3 separate regions of the Zea mays genome follow, and all the other regions are linked to region 1. The links are chromatin contacts, called in public Hi-C maps. All regions are on one chromosome and are shown on one strand. The core of a region is the stretch at or near the end of the contact, and the rest is flanking DNA. Distances in the headings are between cores, read along the strand shown. Region 1 holds the start of LOC100283369. Region 2 holds the start of LOC100282695 (nucleic acid binding protein). Region 3 has its middle 160 kb from the start of LOC103655480.

What was found. Hi-C and Micro-C count contacts between places; a contact is called where the count stands out from the background.
Region 2: a Hi-C map of ear shows a contact between it and region 1, with 2.1 times the contacts expected there. The contact joins the promoter of LOC100282695 here to the promoter of LOC100283369 in region 1. A contact is called at or near these places in 2 of 25 Hi-C or Micro-C datasets (ear and tassel).
Region 3: a contact with region 1 is called in a Hi-C map of leaf, with 3 times the contacts expected there. The contact joins the enhancer-like site here to the promoter of LOC100283369 in region 1. A contact is called at or near these places in 2 of 25 Hi-C or Micro-C datasets (both in leaf).

What each region holds. Positions count from the first base shown.
Region 1 is chr4:124,255,317-124,259,973 of Zm-B73-REFERENCE-NAM-5.0, forward strand. It overlaps LOC100283369, which reads left to right and starts at 2,142. Exons shown (of 6, transcript NM_001412491.1): 1 at 2,142-2,435; 2 at 3,501-3,696; 3 at 3,981-4,030; 4 at 4,121-4,657. The coding sequence starts at 4,021.
Region 2 is chr4:124,462,036-124,467,104 of Zm-B73-REFERENCE-NAM-5.0, forward strand. It overlaps LOC100282695 (nucleic acid binding protein), which reads left to right and starts at 2,436. Exons shown (of 9, transcript NM_001155602.1): 1 at 2,436-2,557; 2 at 2,713-3,153; 3 at 3,372-3,447; 4 at 3,587-3,662; 5 at 3,984-4,067. The coding sequence starts at 2,760.
Region 3 is chr4:124,036,413-124,041,476 of Zm-B73-REFERENCE-NAM-5.0, forward strand. No RefSeq gene overlaps it. Among protein-coding and RNA genes, the nearest start is that of LOC103655480, 160 kb to the left of the region's middle. Within about 2 kb of position 2,254, at least 18 of the 20 cell types and tissues checked have an H3K27ac peak or open chromatin away from gene starts, as enhancers often do. A contact at or near this core is called in leaf, where this site is marked.

The DNA.
Region 1 (4,657 bases), core at 892-3,391:
ACCCCAACTTTCTCCACTATATTGTGTAGTTTTCGATACATCGCCCTTACCTATGGTTCGTCTAGCTGAGGGATCGATCGAAGCATCGTAGCTGTCGTGACCATGTTTTGCATGGGGTTGAGGAAGTATTGTGCCCCGTCTCATCTTTGGTTATGAATGATAAAATTGATATGTGCTCTATGTTTTTTGTTTGGAGATTTGGTCATGTGAACTAATTGATGATGTGATGTATGTGAATTATGAAAGGTGTTTGTGAATTATGAATGGTGTTTGTGATGTATGTGAATGGATATATATATTATGTGCTTATTTTTTGTGAATGGGGTGAGAATTAGCAAAATGGGCTGCTGGTTTGCAGCAGCAGCACATGTTAACTCCCGTGGGTTATGGTCAAGCCGATGGGAGTTACTAGTTGCGGGGTAATTCCTATTGGCTAGCTAAGCCGATGGAAATTACCCGTTAATTGTTGTTGGCCGAGGGCGAAACCGATGGGGGTTATAACTCCCGTCAACTAGAGTGGGAGCCGGTGAGCATTATGATGTCTGGCAATAACTGTCATTGGCTACCAAAGGCCAACGAGAGCTAATTAATTCTCGTCGGCTAGAATTAGTTAATTCCTGACCAATAATTCTCGTTGGCCGGGAACCGACGGGAATAAGCCTTATGAGCTGGCTTATTCCCGTCGGTACCTAACCGATGGGATTTTCCTTTATTACTGTTATGTATTAACCTGCATGACTAAAATCTAAAGTAGCCAGCTTATAATGGTACCAATCTTTGCCTCATCCACCTCAATGCCCTAAGATACCTCAATGCCCTAAGATGTAACAACATAACCAAGAAAAGACACTCGATCGGTTCAAAAGGTGCACTTCTCAAGGTTACCGAACAAAGGTGCATCACACAAGACATTAATGCTCAAAGATGCATCCACTGACTTGCTATAAATGAGTATATCATCAAAATAAACTTTAAAAAATTACGAATGGATGGACATAAAATCTTGTTCATCAATTTATGAAAGTGCTAGGTGCATCAGTTAACCTAAGAGACATTATTAACCACTCATAAAATGACGAACTTAGTTTTAAAGGCAATTTCATGTTCATCTCATAAAGTCATATGAATCTAGTGGTAACCACTATGCAAGTAAGTTTTTGAGAAAATAAGGGGTCATTTGGAAGCGCTCCGCTCCCAAATTTCGTGGAGTGAATTCAAGGTGCACTGCCAAATGGTCAAAATAACAACTAATTCAGGTGGGGAGCAGGCAAGAATCACTTCTCCATTTAAACAGGGAACCCGAAGCTAAAAACAGCTTCACCCAGCTCTCTGTTATATTATGTTGGGGAGCAAGAGAGAATCAATTATCATCAACTCCCAACCCTGCTCCCACCTAGGAGTCCACTAGAATCACTCCATCGGAGAATCAAGGAACAAAGTTGAAGAATCATGGAGTGGAGCTTTCCTAAATGGAGGGCCTAAGATAACCACTTAACTCATCAAGCATGTATTTTAATCTAGGAATGGGGTGGACATATTACTTGATGGAAGGATTAGGTCCGATCTTCCGAAAGGTAAGTTGATTGAGATGGAGATTTTTACGTTAATGATCTAACGCTCTAAAAGAACGAATCCTCATAATCACTACACTACTGCTCTATTGATAAGACTCCAAACGGACACCTCATCGCAACCACTACACCATTGTTCTGTTAGTGTATCTAGACAATAATTAGAATAATTTGGATATTTTATTATCTTTCGAGAGCTATTTTTTGAAGCTTCTTGTTATATTTTCCGTTAGCTCTAAAAATTCTACTTGCTCTCATTGGTTTGAATTGGACCTGACGATCACATGAAACCTTAGGGCTTGTTATGTAAATGAACCTGCTCTTCTGAAGTAATAAAGAGCAAACTCTGTTCCAAAAAAAAGATGACTTCTTTCCATTTTCTAGCAGGCTGGGCAATTCTGGAAATAGACACGCGTATATAGTTCAGCCCAAATGTTCAATTTGGCCCATAAAAATTGAACATTGTTTTCTGATGGGCTAAGAGAACTAAAGATCATGCTCGTTTTGGCCCAGTTCATTTAACCCTAACCTTAACTTTACTTGTCCTCTTGTTCCTCCGCATCTCTTGCCATCCGCTGGAGAAGAGTCAATCGCGGCGGCCCCGTTCAATGGTCTCACGACGGCTACCGTGAACACGACGACGCACCCGCGCGAGATGGCGACCTCCTCGGCGTCTATCTATGGCTTGGTTGCTGGCGAGGCTAGTGGCGATCTTGTTGCCCTCCCTCAGGCGGGTGAGTCTTGCGGCGGGCGCAAACACAGCGGGTGAGCTAATGGCAGCCAATGCAACCGGTTAAGGGCACACGTCCGGCAATGGCGCCCCGTACTGTAGTGCCTATAGTGGTCAGCGCCAAGCCCTATCAGGTACGTATCAAATCCACCCCTCACGAGTCTTTGAAGATTAGGATTCCTGATAAAGGGTGGTGTTTGGTGTTTTCGTGAACTGGGGGTTCCTGAATTTATTATTATTTTTTTGGGGGGAAGAACTGGTTTGTCAAACTATGGTTTCAGGAATTGAATTTGGTCGTGATTTGCTAATCCCCTCATTGTACTTGCTGTTATTCTCTACGTTAGACATGAGCCGAATCTCAATTAGGCTTACGGCCCGTTTAATTTGTTGGAATTGCATTTTAATAATTATAATTTAGATAAAATTAATTAAATGCATATATTTATACATATAATATATTTATATATTATCTTAAATAATATGAGAGAGATAATTATATACTACATATATGTTATAGCGAAGCAAATAAAAGAGTGTATTATAAGTTGTAATCGAAAAAATATCATGTAAACTTATAAAATCAATTTCCGTCTTTCACCATATGAATTTGAGATAGTCTTATATGATAACTTTAGAAAAATGGTGCATGCCACGTCTAAAAGAAAATAGTCTATTTCATTAATAAGATTTTAATTTCTAAAAATGAAAGGAAACAAACGGGACCTTAAACTAATTAACCCTAAGCAATTGAGTCTTTATAATTTGTCACAGTTGGTGGGTCAGTTTGGGAATTTGGCACAGTGGAAATGCAGTGGAGGTCCACGGCCAGAGCCGGCCGGTGTTTATTTTAATAAGGGTGGTGTTTGGGGTTTTCGTGAACTGGGGGTTCCTGTTTTTTTTTTTGTGTGTGTGTGGGGAGAACTGGTTTGTCGAACTAGGGTTTCAGGAATTGAATTTGGTCGTGATTTGCTAATCCCCTCATTGTACTTGCTGATCTTCTCTACGTTAGACATGAGCCGAACCTCAATTAGGCTTAAACTAATTAACCCGAAGCAATTGAGTCTTTATAATTTGGCACAGTTATTAGTGGGTCAGTTTGGGAATTTGACACAGTGGAAATGCAGTGGAGGTCCACGGCCAGAGCCGGCCGGTGTTTATTTTAATATCTTGTCACGTGAACCCTGTCACCTTCTCTGCAGTAGGCCATGTGCACACCAGTACCGCGGTGCCTGCTGCATGCTCCTGCGCCCAACGCCAAAGGAAAAAAAAGGAATACGGTCTACTACTAGAGTAGTAGTTCTCCATTCATCACTTTGCACTTTGCAGTCGATCTCAGCCAGCCATCCTCCTGCAGTCCTGCTATCGTCACCCTGCAGGCTCTTTCTTGATTCCGAGGTCAGCAACAACTTTTCCTGTCTCTCTTTTCCAATCGCTTTCAGTGAAAAGGATCTGGCAATTCCAGGTAAACTTGAGTAAAGAGAAATGCCGAGGTTAGTTCTAACTTCATACTGATTTGGTGCCATTAAGCTATGCGCGACAAAAGTGGGGAACGGTGAAAAGGGGATTCATATTTTTGGTTGGAATACAAAATTACTGTAGTCTATACTGTTTTTTTTGTTGCTCTCTGCGAGTTTTTCAGAACAGGAAATTCAGAAAAATCTGATGCAGAGTTTTTCCAGGTCTGGATAAATCTTGGATCTGGAGCCCAGACTCGCTCTCATGAACTCAGGTAACAGTACATAAATCTGCAACGCACGGACTTGTTCTTCTGAACTCACCTGCCTGATAGCGCTTAAATCTGCAATGTGATGGCGGTCAGACTACACCACCAACAAGGGCGCCAACGGGCGGCCGCATGGCAAGAAGAATCAAGCGTTGGCTCGGCCCAAGGCGACGCCGTCCAAGTGGGACGACGCGCAGAAATGGCTTGTGGGCATGTCGAACGGCCACGCGGACGGAACCCACGGTGCCAGAGTCAAGCCTAGGAGCTCTAACGCCGACGACAGGCGCCTCCTCGGCTCGGCCTCGCAGAACGGCCGCGTGTCCTGCAGCAGCGTGGATGGCGCCTTGGAGTACAGCATGGTGGTGGCCGCGCCCTCGACACCGCCGCAGGCCGCCGAGGGCGGCGGCGACATGGAGGAAACCAAGAAGATCGACTGCATGGTGCAGCTGCATGACTCGCCCCAAGCGGTGATGCGGTCCGTGTGCCTGCGGGACATGGGGACGGAAATGACCCCCATCGCCAGCAAGGAGCCGTCCAGGACACCCACGCCCCGGCGCGCCTGCACGCCCGTTGCGCTGAGCCCGATGGCCTCAAGGTCGTCCACCCCGGTGAGAAGACGCCAGGAAGGGCCCG
Region 2 (5,069 bases), core at 1,186-3,685, 210 kb after region 1:
GACTGGAGTACTTTAATTTGAGACACAAGGTAACTGGACTCTCATTTCACTGAATATGCAACATGTTTGCAGTGATGTTCTAAAACACGTCATCTGAATTCCACACACCTATGCACGAAATAATCGTTTGCATGGTGACAGACTTAGTTGAACTGTACCTAGTTGCCTTCCCGTGCTTCAGGTTCAGGCCCCTCCCCCTTGAAGACATCTTCAGAGGTTTAGTACAGAGGTGGCATAAAAGCAAAAACAAAAATGCAACAAACAACCAATGTGTTTTTAAATAATTATCCACTGTAGAAGTTGCCACCAACTATTTGTTGTACTGGTTACCAAGTGTCAATTCTACTACTAATTTTCGCTTCACACCAAAATACCTATGATACGACAACCATACTTCTATCTAGAATATGCTCTATCATATATCAAGATGTAAACTCAGCCATAATATGTATTTAGAACTTTAGATTACTCACGAGGCGGATATAGGATTGGTGCCTCGGTGGAGCTCGCGGCGCGCTGGCGCGGAGCGGGCTATGGATCTTGGCTGAGGGTGGGTCCACGGGGAGGAGCCCGGCCTACTGACTGTTGAGGAGGAGCTCGTCCTCCACTTGGGCGGGTGGGCGACCTGGTGAAGGCACGGAGCTCTGATCGGTCTCGACGGTGCCTTGGCCTTGTCAGACGCAACCCCCACACAACATCCCCGTGGCCTAGGCAGACATGCGGCGAATCTCGGAGCACATAGCTGGCGGAGGCACGGGAGGAGCTCGTCCTCCACTCTGGCAGGTGGGTGGCCTAGGTGGAGGTGCGGAGCTCTGCTCGGCCTCGATGGCGTCTCGATCTGGGCGGCCCTGCTTTGCTCGGCCTCGTCAGAAAAGGGAGGAGGCACGGTGGGGCCTAACAACCGGTTGCCACGAAGGTTGAGGCGGAGCAACGACAACCGCATGGACCTCAGGATCTCGCCAGAGCGGCAATGACAACCGCATGGATTCGGGTCCGGCGGCCGACTGCCGCTGGTCGTCTACTTCCACGACGGCGACTACGTCCTGTTCCGCGTGGCCTCTGCGCCGTTCCACAACACGTGCGCGGCGCTGGCCGCCGCCGCCCGGCGGTCGTGGCGTCCGTGGACTACCGCCTGGCGCCCGAGCACCGCCTCCCCGCGGCGTTCGAGGACGTCACCGACGCCGTGATTAGGGGAAGCGAGACGCGCGTGATGCGGGGCAGGGGGAGGCGACAGCTGCTGATCGGCGGGACAGGGGGTATGATTAGGGGAAGGAGGAGGCGGCAGCCGCGGATCGGCGGGACAAAGGGCGATAGGATAATAGGCCACCAAGTGGAACAATAAAACATCATTTTTCATAGAGAACTGGTTAACAACAAACCAAACCAATGGAATAGAGGGTGAGAAGAAGGGGACGATGTATTGTGTGCCATCGAATTCCAAAGCAAATAAGCGTATGTCTTGTCTATCTCACCAGAATCAGCTTACTTGTTCACGAGGATCTCAAGATTCGGGAGGCTCTTGGCAACGGGGTTGTTCTTCGTGGCATAATTGAATAGGGAAATCAACTTCTTACAGGAGCATTGCTCGACAGCAAGGAGGACTGCGACGAGAAGCGACTGGGTGACCTCCTCATCGTCGGCTATGGCGTCAGCGCCGCAGGGGAGGTGAAGATGTCATTGGCGTCCCCAACTTCCTCCCACATCGAGCTCAAGTTGTCCCTCAGCGCCATCTTGGATCTGGGGAATAGAAGGCTTTGGGGGAAGGGATCCACCGCGGTGGAGCGAGAGACATCGGATGGGATCTTGGGAGAAGAGGAAGCGAGAGAGAGGGTGGGGGGTCGAGTTAGGGTTTGAATGGAATATGGTGCTGTAGGTGGTGGCAGTGACCAGGAAATGGTCGAGCGGAGTAGAAGTCAGAGACGGAGCGTAGTGGCGTGGGTGTCGTGGATGTGGCGGCCAGCGCCAGTGGGAAGAAGAGGAGCTCGAGTTGGTGGGGATGGCCTTACCGTGGGCGGCGGTGGCGGCAGGCTGCTGCGGCGGGGCGGCTTCTTGCTCTGTGGCGGCGGGGGAGGTACCTCGCGTGTTGGCTGTCTAGCGCCATGGATAGAATGTGCGCGGTGGGGGAGGCGCAGTTTCTGGGGGAGCGCGGTGGGGAGGCGACTGAGAATGGCATACGCGCGGTGGCAGAACGTGACGTACGGGTGTAGACGCCTACAATGAAATTTTATAAAGTAGTAGAGATATATATTTTTGTGCCGGCTAAACTGGCCCTTAGAGCGAAGCCGCCACCTCTCTTTTCGTTCCAGCGAGACCCGTTCTGCCACGGTCTATAATCGCAAAAATCTCGACACAAGGCGAAACGGGATCGCCCGCCCAGTCCACGCACCAAATTTCCATTCCATCTTACCTGCTTGAGTACTACTCTCCCGTTCACCACGTTCACTCCGTATCTCTCGTGCCTTTTTCCTTTCCTGGTTGCGACGAGCCGACGACTGGGCGGACGCCGCTGCCGCCCTACGCCAGGTCTTCGTCGGCCCCTTCGACGAGCACACACAAGGTATGCCATCTCTTCTCCTCCCTTCCTTTCCCTTTCCTTCCTGCCGTGCGAAACCGAGCACCCAATGAACTCTCCGTGGTTTCGGACCCAAACCCTAACGTAAGCTATCTGTGTTTTGGGTTGACATAATTACGAGTATATACTGTTCGCTGCAGATTCAGTCGGGAATGTTGAATGCATAGTGTAATTTCTGCGCAAAAAGATGGCATCAGACGAGTTCATCAGCCTTGACGCACCTTGTGAGGCTGATGCGAAAGATGAAGGGGGAGACGTTCAGGTTAAAGCTCCTGATGTGAGTGGGATGGAGCCTCTGGTATCGGATCTCCAACCAGAAGGGAAAGCTGGTGCTGTGGGTAGTAATCCCAAGACATCTGCTGGGAACCTGGATCTTGAAGAGGGGCAAGTGGAAGATATGGACCTCGCGGATGATGACGTAGTGGTTGGAAAGGATCAGCTATTAGATGCTTCCATTCAGCCCGAGATCAGTGTTGCAGCTGTGCAGACTGTGATTGGTTTTGAGGTCAAGCTGGACAAGGGGGACGGGACTGAAAATGAAATAATTTATGAGTCAAACAGCATCTCTATTGAAGAAAGTCGTATCCTATTGAATGGAATATTATGTATTTCTTCTAATATACTTGTGCAACTGCAAGTGTCTATGTTTTCTGAAGATTCATTTGTTTCCATTGAATCCTTGGAACTGTACTTGCATAAGAAGTGCAGACTCTTGCTTATACTCCTGGGACCCTAAACATGTTATTGTGATCTGGGGGGAATTTATAGTTGTTGTTGTTCCTTGATGTGGCATTTTTAGCCTCAAGAGGAGTTAAAAGAGCCCGTGTGGAATCAAAGGAACCTTCTGTTCGTGTCATCTACAGTGACTTGACAAGGTTAATTACAAGATGCTTTCCATTCTCACTAATATATATGGTAGCACATGACATTTTGTCGTACCAACTTTCATGCTCCAGAAAATATTTGTAAATCATTTGGTTATCTTTTAATAGTATTGGTATCTTAATATCTCAGGGAAAGCAAACGAAAGCTTATGCAATTGATGCAACAATGGTCTGAGTGGCAGGCTAGAAGGATGCACCATTTGGAGGTACTGTTCCCTATAATTATGTATGCTTCTAGTGTATGTGCCTCCATTTTTATCTGTATATCCTTAGTCTTTGACAGTGCCATAGATGAGTCTAGCTGTTTCTACTGTGGGGATATGGGGGAGTAGAAATAATGGAACATGACAGAACTTGTTCCAGTTCTTGCAATTTTGAATCTTTCTTACTCACTCAAGTGTTACCACAGTGATTCAGTATTGTCCTTATAACCTATCAGTACAAGAAGATATTGCATTCAGAAAGAATTATTTAGAAATGATATAATTGAAGTTTCTTGACATTTATTTTCCTTCTGGAAATAACAGGAAGCTGTGGAAGTGACCTTAGAAAGTGGTGAAGAGACTTATTATCCTGCATTACATGTTGGTTCTGAGAAATCTTGTGCCGTGGTATGTATGTCATTATGTTGAAGTTGACCTGACAATGTCCAGAAACAATATTATATGATTACTTTGAATATATGATTGGTGATTTATCTTGTGTTCTCTTTTTCTCGTTATGCTCTGGCTTCAGCTGGGTGTTACTTGGACAGTTGGGCATTAACACCATCTTTAACGTAAAACCTATCTTAATTATTTGCAATCTAAGAAACTAAATGTACAGAGGTGGTCATACTTTTTGACTTATGAAGACTGCATGCATTTTAGTGTCTATTTTGTTCTTTTTTCTAAAACGATTTCTTTAAAAGTAAAATTTAAAAATTGACAACTACTTTGACACATTTGTAGGAAGCAACTTCTGGTGCTCATTGCAGAAACCTACAATTATTTTGAGTTCTTGGCACCTTGTTGCAGAAGACCATCACTATAACTTTCTAACCGTGAACCCACATGTCAGCCCCTGTAGCATGTCACTGGTGGTCTCATGTTTCAATGTTTCTGGTGAGGAAGTTGTAGGTTTCTGGAATGGTCCCCGGAAGTTCTAGTTTCTTGCAACATGTGTCAAATTAGCTATAGGTACTATAAAAAATCAAATTGATTGATGTGATAACTAATAGTAACTCAAAGAGCTTCTCTAAAATTCTATCTCTGTTATCTCTAGTTGGAGAGCCATCCGATGAATATTCTCTTTTATGTATCTCTTATTTCCCATGGACTCTCTTAATTTCATTATCTATAGTTCTATACTCGAATGACTTGTAGTAACTTTCCTTGTGTCAAAAATTTATGATAGAACTACTATATATGGAATTTAAAGAGTGATGTAGATTCTTCGCTAGTGCAGAGCAACAAGAGTGGTTTTGGAGAGTTGAAAGAGTGGTTAGAAAGTCTATTGGAACCTGATTTTTTTTGAAATTTTGTAATTTGTGATAAATAGCCATGCAGAGACTCTTGGAGATGCTCTAATGTATTGTTGCTTTCTATTTTCATTTTCCTATTTTTTTGTTTTAA
Region 3 (5,064 bases), core at 1,004-3,503, 220 kb before region 1:
AGTTAATCATGTGAGTGTCCAAGTCGCTCATGACCGTGAGTACGGCTGATATACCCGTTTTACACTCTATAGAGGTTGCACATCTTTACCCACAAGTGGTGTTACCTATTTGCCAAGGGATCCTAACTTCCCATTCATCACTGTCGAGGAGACGAGGCAGGGTAGCACTATGAGGCCTTTACAAAGTTCCACTAGCTTCAGAAAACTCGCTACGGTTTCTAAGAAGGGCAATATAGGAATCCCTCATTCGAAAAGATATCGCAGCATGATCGACCCAAGAACCTCCCTATATGCAGCTCCTCTACCACCCTTGCCCCTTTCGGGTAAGGTAGTCCTCCACTGACTTTCCTAATTAGTCAGCCAAGGGCGTCCCATACCACCCTTGTTGTAGCACTATTTTCCCGGGTGGTTCTCCATGTTCTAATTAACGTGATGATCTTATCATGAAAAATAATTAAAACAACAAGAAGCCAGAACATGATCATAATATAACATTAATTTCCCAAAACCAGGTAGAGCAATAGCAAATCTACCCAACAATTCTTTTGTTTACAAGGTGTGGGATAACCAATGCTAGGGAAACCTTTTAGGTCCCATCAAATTAACCTGAGCATGTCACAATGATTAACAGGAACATTATTAGGTAAAGAAAAGTGATCAAGGGCACAACTTGCCTTAGACTCGAGATTCCTAGGTACCAAGTTAGTCTTTATATTCTCGTGACCTCACCGCTATTCATAGCAATACATACAAATAGACAAGGAGTACATAAAAATAATAGTACACCAAACATGAGAACAAACAACGTAAGAATATTATATGCGATGCTACAAGAGCGTAGGTTCGAGAACTAATAAATTCGGAGTTACGGTTGAGGAGATATAGTTTTCGGAAGACTTACGTGTTTGAATAATAAAAACTAGATTCTATGTGAATTAATGTAAATTGTATGAGAAAATATATGAAAGATATAACTAATTCAATTACTCTAAGTTACAACTTGAGCAGGGATCATGTCCTAGTTTGGTTATAATTATGGATAGATTAAGAAAGATAAATCTACAAAAACATAGGTTAAATAATATCTATTTATAAAAGTTTTGGGACATGATCAAATAATATTTCTACTGTGTAGACAACTTTATTACGAAACTAACGCAACTTGAACGGAACAAAACAGAGTTAAAATGAGCAAGATATGGATTTTCCTAGGTTTTGTCCATTTTTGTATTAATTTTGTGAATAAAAATAAACTAATACACAAAGTCTTCATTTATTTTTATTTTCTTTACACTGAAAAATGGACGGCGGGTTAGTTTGTGAAAAGCATGGGGTCCTTTTTGAATTTTTCGCACGCCGAAGGGGTATAGGTTCATGTGAGCCATTGGATCAGGATTGGATGCGTGAGATTAAATCAAATCCTTTCTGAACCGGTACGCACATGTTGTCGTCCGATCACGATCCGAAGGTTCAGATTTTAAATTGATGTGATCTAATCTTACCCGCCTGATCAGAGTTGGATGACTACGACTTGATCCACTCTATTCTAATCCCAACCTTCCAAACCCGGATCCACGACCACCGCACTCTTAGCCAAACCAGTATGTTACTTCTAATCGTGGCCATCCGTGACCAGATCAGCGGCCATGCGATTGTCTCTCCCCCACGCCCGATCTCGACGGCGACGTTGCCCCGTCGAACACCCGCCCAAGGTTCTAGGGCATAATCCGAATTCTACCAGGAGGAAAAGAGGGCGAACGCTTTCGTGAACATGACGGGGTGGCATACAAGTGCACAGCACGGCCGGAGCCTCATTCGCGGAGTAGCGCGGTTCCTCGACGCGGCTTCATCACCGGCAAGAAATCGCCCACGCTCAGCTCGATTTCCCCACCAAACAACACCACGGACGCATCCGCCAGGATAGGCCGAGCCTCCCCGGGACCATGCCCTACGGTCGAGAGAAGGTATGGACGACACCCAGGCGCGGCGGCTCTTCCTTCTCTGCTCACGGCGACGAGATGGCTCTCGGCGCGACGATTTGAGAGGATGAGGAAGGGGGGGCACGATGGTTATTAATACTAAGGGTGATGACCAAATCCTAACAACCCCTCCCAGAAGCGGGCATGGCAGCAATGCATGTGTCGTCTGCGCGTGAGCTCGTGATGGAGAAAGAAGAGAGTTCTGAACTGTGGGGACCATAGGTCAGCGACGGAGCGCGCGCGAGGTGTGGCTGGTTCACGGGCCCGATCTGTCAGTGTCAAGGGTTGGGAGCTATGGTGCGGGCCCACATGTCGGCGAGTAGCAGGGCGCATGGGCCACACTGGTGAGGGGGGAATTTGGGTTGCGGTCTGCTTTAGGCCCATACAGCTAGTGGGTCATTGCTTTTCCTTCTCTTTTTTTTGTTTTATTTTTTCTGATTTTGGCTCAAGTCAAATTCAAATTTGAGTTCCCACAAACAAAATAAATGCAGCAGCATGAAATAGTTATACAGTTATATCAGTTTCTTTTATTTGCTTTAGAGGAATATACTTTATAAAGAAATAAAATCATTATTAGAAAACATTTTATCTCAAAAAAAATTAGAAATTTTTTTAAATCATCAAAATGTGATTTTGAGTGTTACAATTTCTCACTCTATTGAAAACATCTTTGCAAGGACCCCTAAAAGAGTGCTTTTGGCCTTTGCATTCCATTTCTCATAATTAACTTCATCACCTAAGAGGTTTGCGACATCTCTAGGTTGGGGGAACCCTTGGGTGGCGTGTAACACACGAAAATCCTATCTTGAGATTTTGGAAAATTCTTCAAAGGTTTTGATTTAAAATATATTTTCCTTGGAGATTACTATGAATATCTTAACTAATGAAAGATCACTAAGTGAATTAAGTTATCCCTTTATAAGTACTCTTTAAATGGATTTAAGTTAAATCATATTTTGATGACGACTAATGTGGTAAAACCGTTGAGATTATTCTAGCTTAAGTGACTAGGTCTCACCTCAGGGTCAATGACACACTTAAATTGGAATAAATTGTCAGTCCGTCGGATCTAGTCTGATAAAACTACTCCACGAGGATCGAATACCACTTGCTCACACGAATGGGAGACACAGAGAAATACAATAAAGCTTAAAACCACAGATTAGTGAGGTACATGAGTTATTACATAAATTGGAGTTCAACAGTAAGAAACATTGTTTGTAGTGCATCGAATATCACTAACGATGATAACTAGGGAGTAGGGCGAAGCCTAGCCACTACTCCTAGTCCTCTCCTCCTGAGGCAGCATCCCACTCGTCTGTCCATCCCGGTGGCAGCGTTGCTGGTCAAGTCACACCATCAATCATTTCATGCAAGAGACCTGTAAAATTATGCCACAAGCAAAGCTGACTATATTAATACTCAACTAGACTTACCCGGTGTGAGGAGTCTACTCCTCTACCTCTAGACCATGAAGTTGTTTAGCTGAGGGGTTTGGGTTGCCAAAAGCATTAGGTGAGTCTAAGTCAAGTTTTAGCTTTTTCAAGTTCTATGATATTCCTTAAACTAGGTTTGCCTTCTTCTAAGCATACATTGTAACAAGTGTTTAATGCAATCAATACTTTATCTCATGAAACCTCTTTCACTTCTTACTCCATGCAGTACAATGGGTCAAGTAGTCTCATTAGCTGCGAGAAGCAGACGATTCGAATCGAGTTTTTAACCTTGCAAGGTAAACCTAAACACACGACATATGAGGGAACTTCGTCCGACACACATTAAACGTCCCATCAATTCCTCGGTAATAGAACAGGGCTCACGACCTTGGCATACAATGCCCCACTGACCCTGGCTGCCGTCGTGCAGTGACTGCACTTGTACCCACCAAAGCTAGCATGGGGGACTCCATCTCAGGACCAATGAGGAGTAAATTCTGTGGGCAGGTTCACTCAGGTACTAGGCTTACCAATTTACCATATTTCTCGGTATATGTTTAGTATGTTCAAACACTTGACACAGGTATCCACACGTTAATCCTTATCTAATTCTGTCTCATGGATAGGGCATCCCCTTGGATCCATGTCCATAGACATATCATAATTCTATTATCAAAATGGATACAACCAATTCCCGACCTCACGTGAGTGCTATAAAAATCACTCAACTTCTATCGAGATCCTTAATTAGCAAGCAACTACTCGACCTAGCATACTAGTATCCATCTCACAAGGGAACCTGAGTTCATGCAACTAGGGTTTTCAAACAACTCCTACACCAGTGCACAGTACAAGCCTACAAACAATAGTTACAGTAAAATAGCATATTAAAGGTTATGCATAAAACTGGGCCTTGCCTTCATGTGCGGGTGCAGCGGGGAATTCCTCAACGGCAGGTTCGGGAGCAGGCTCTTGGACTTCTTCTTGCTCGACTCCTTGCTCCAGAATCAGCATGTACTATCTGTTCGTGAGGTTACAATCTAACTAATGCAATGCATAAGATATATGTATGCTATGATATGCAGAAACTTATTGAAGATGCATAGTGAGTAATACTAAGTTACTTAGTGAAGGTGAGGGTCTACATTTGTCGAATTAAGCTTTTAGGAAGTGGCATCTACTAGCCTAACTAGGATTTAATCAAAGGTGGATTAACACTTAGATTATTTCCTAATGGTCTTGTTGTGACTCAGGTAGGTTGCTGATATCTTTTAACTTAAATTGGTTAACCCTTGTTTTCTCTCTTTTCCCTTTTTCCTATTGAGCTATTAATGGTGGTTTGAACTACACTTATGATTTAGAATTTTCCAAAACTTCTATAAAAATTACAGTAGCTTTCTACTAATTAAATTAGGTTGCACTAAAAATTTGAGGTCCTAAATAATTAGGGTCCAGTTTGGACAAAAACAACAAAAGCTAGGGCAGAAAGGGCATATTACACTACACCTCTAATTTAGAAGTGGCTACTGCCCTAATGGGTATTTTTCCTGGTTTTTAGATGTGATAACATAGCCTTGTGCCGAATTTTACCAAGGGATACCTAGTGGATGGTTAGTTGTGATTTTCTAAAGTTCTGGGGCTAGAAGGTG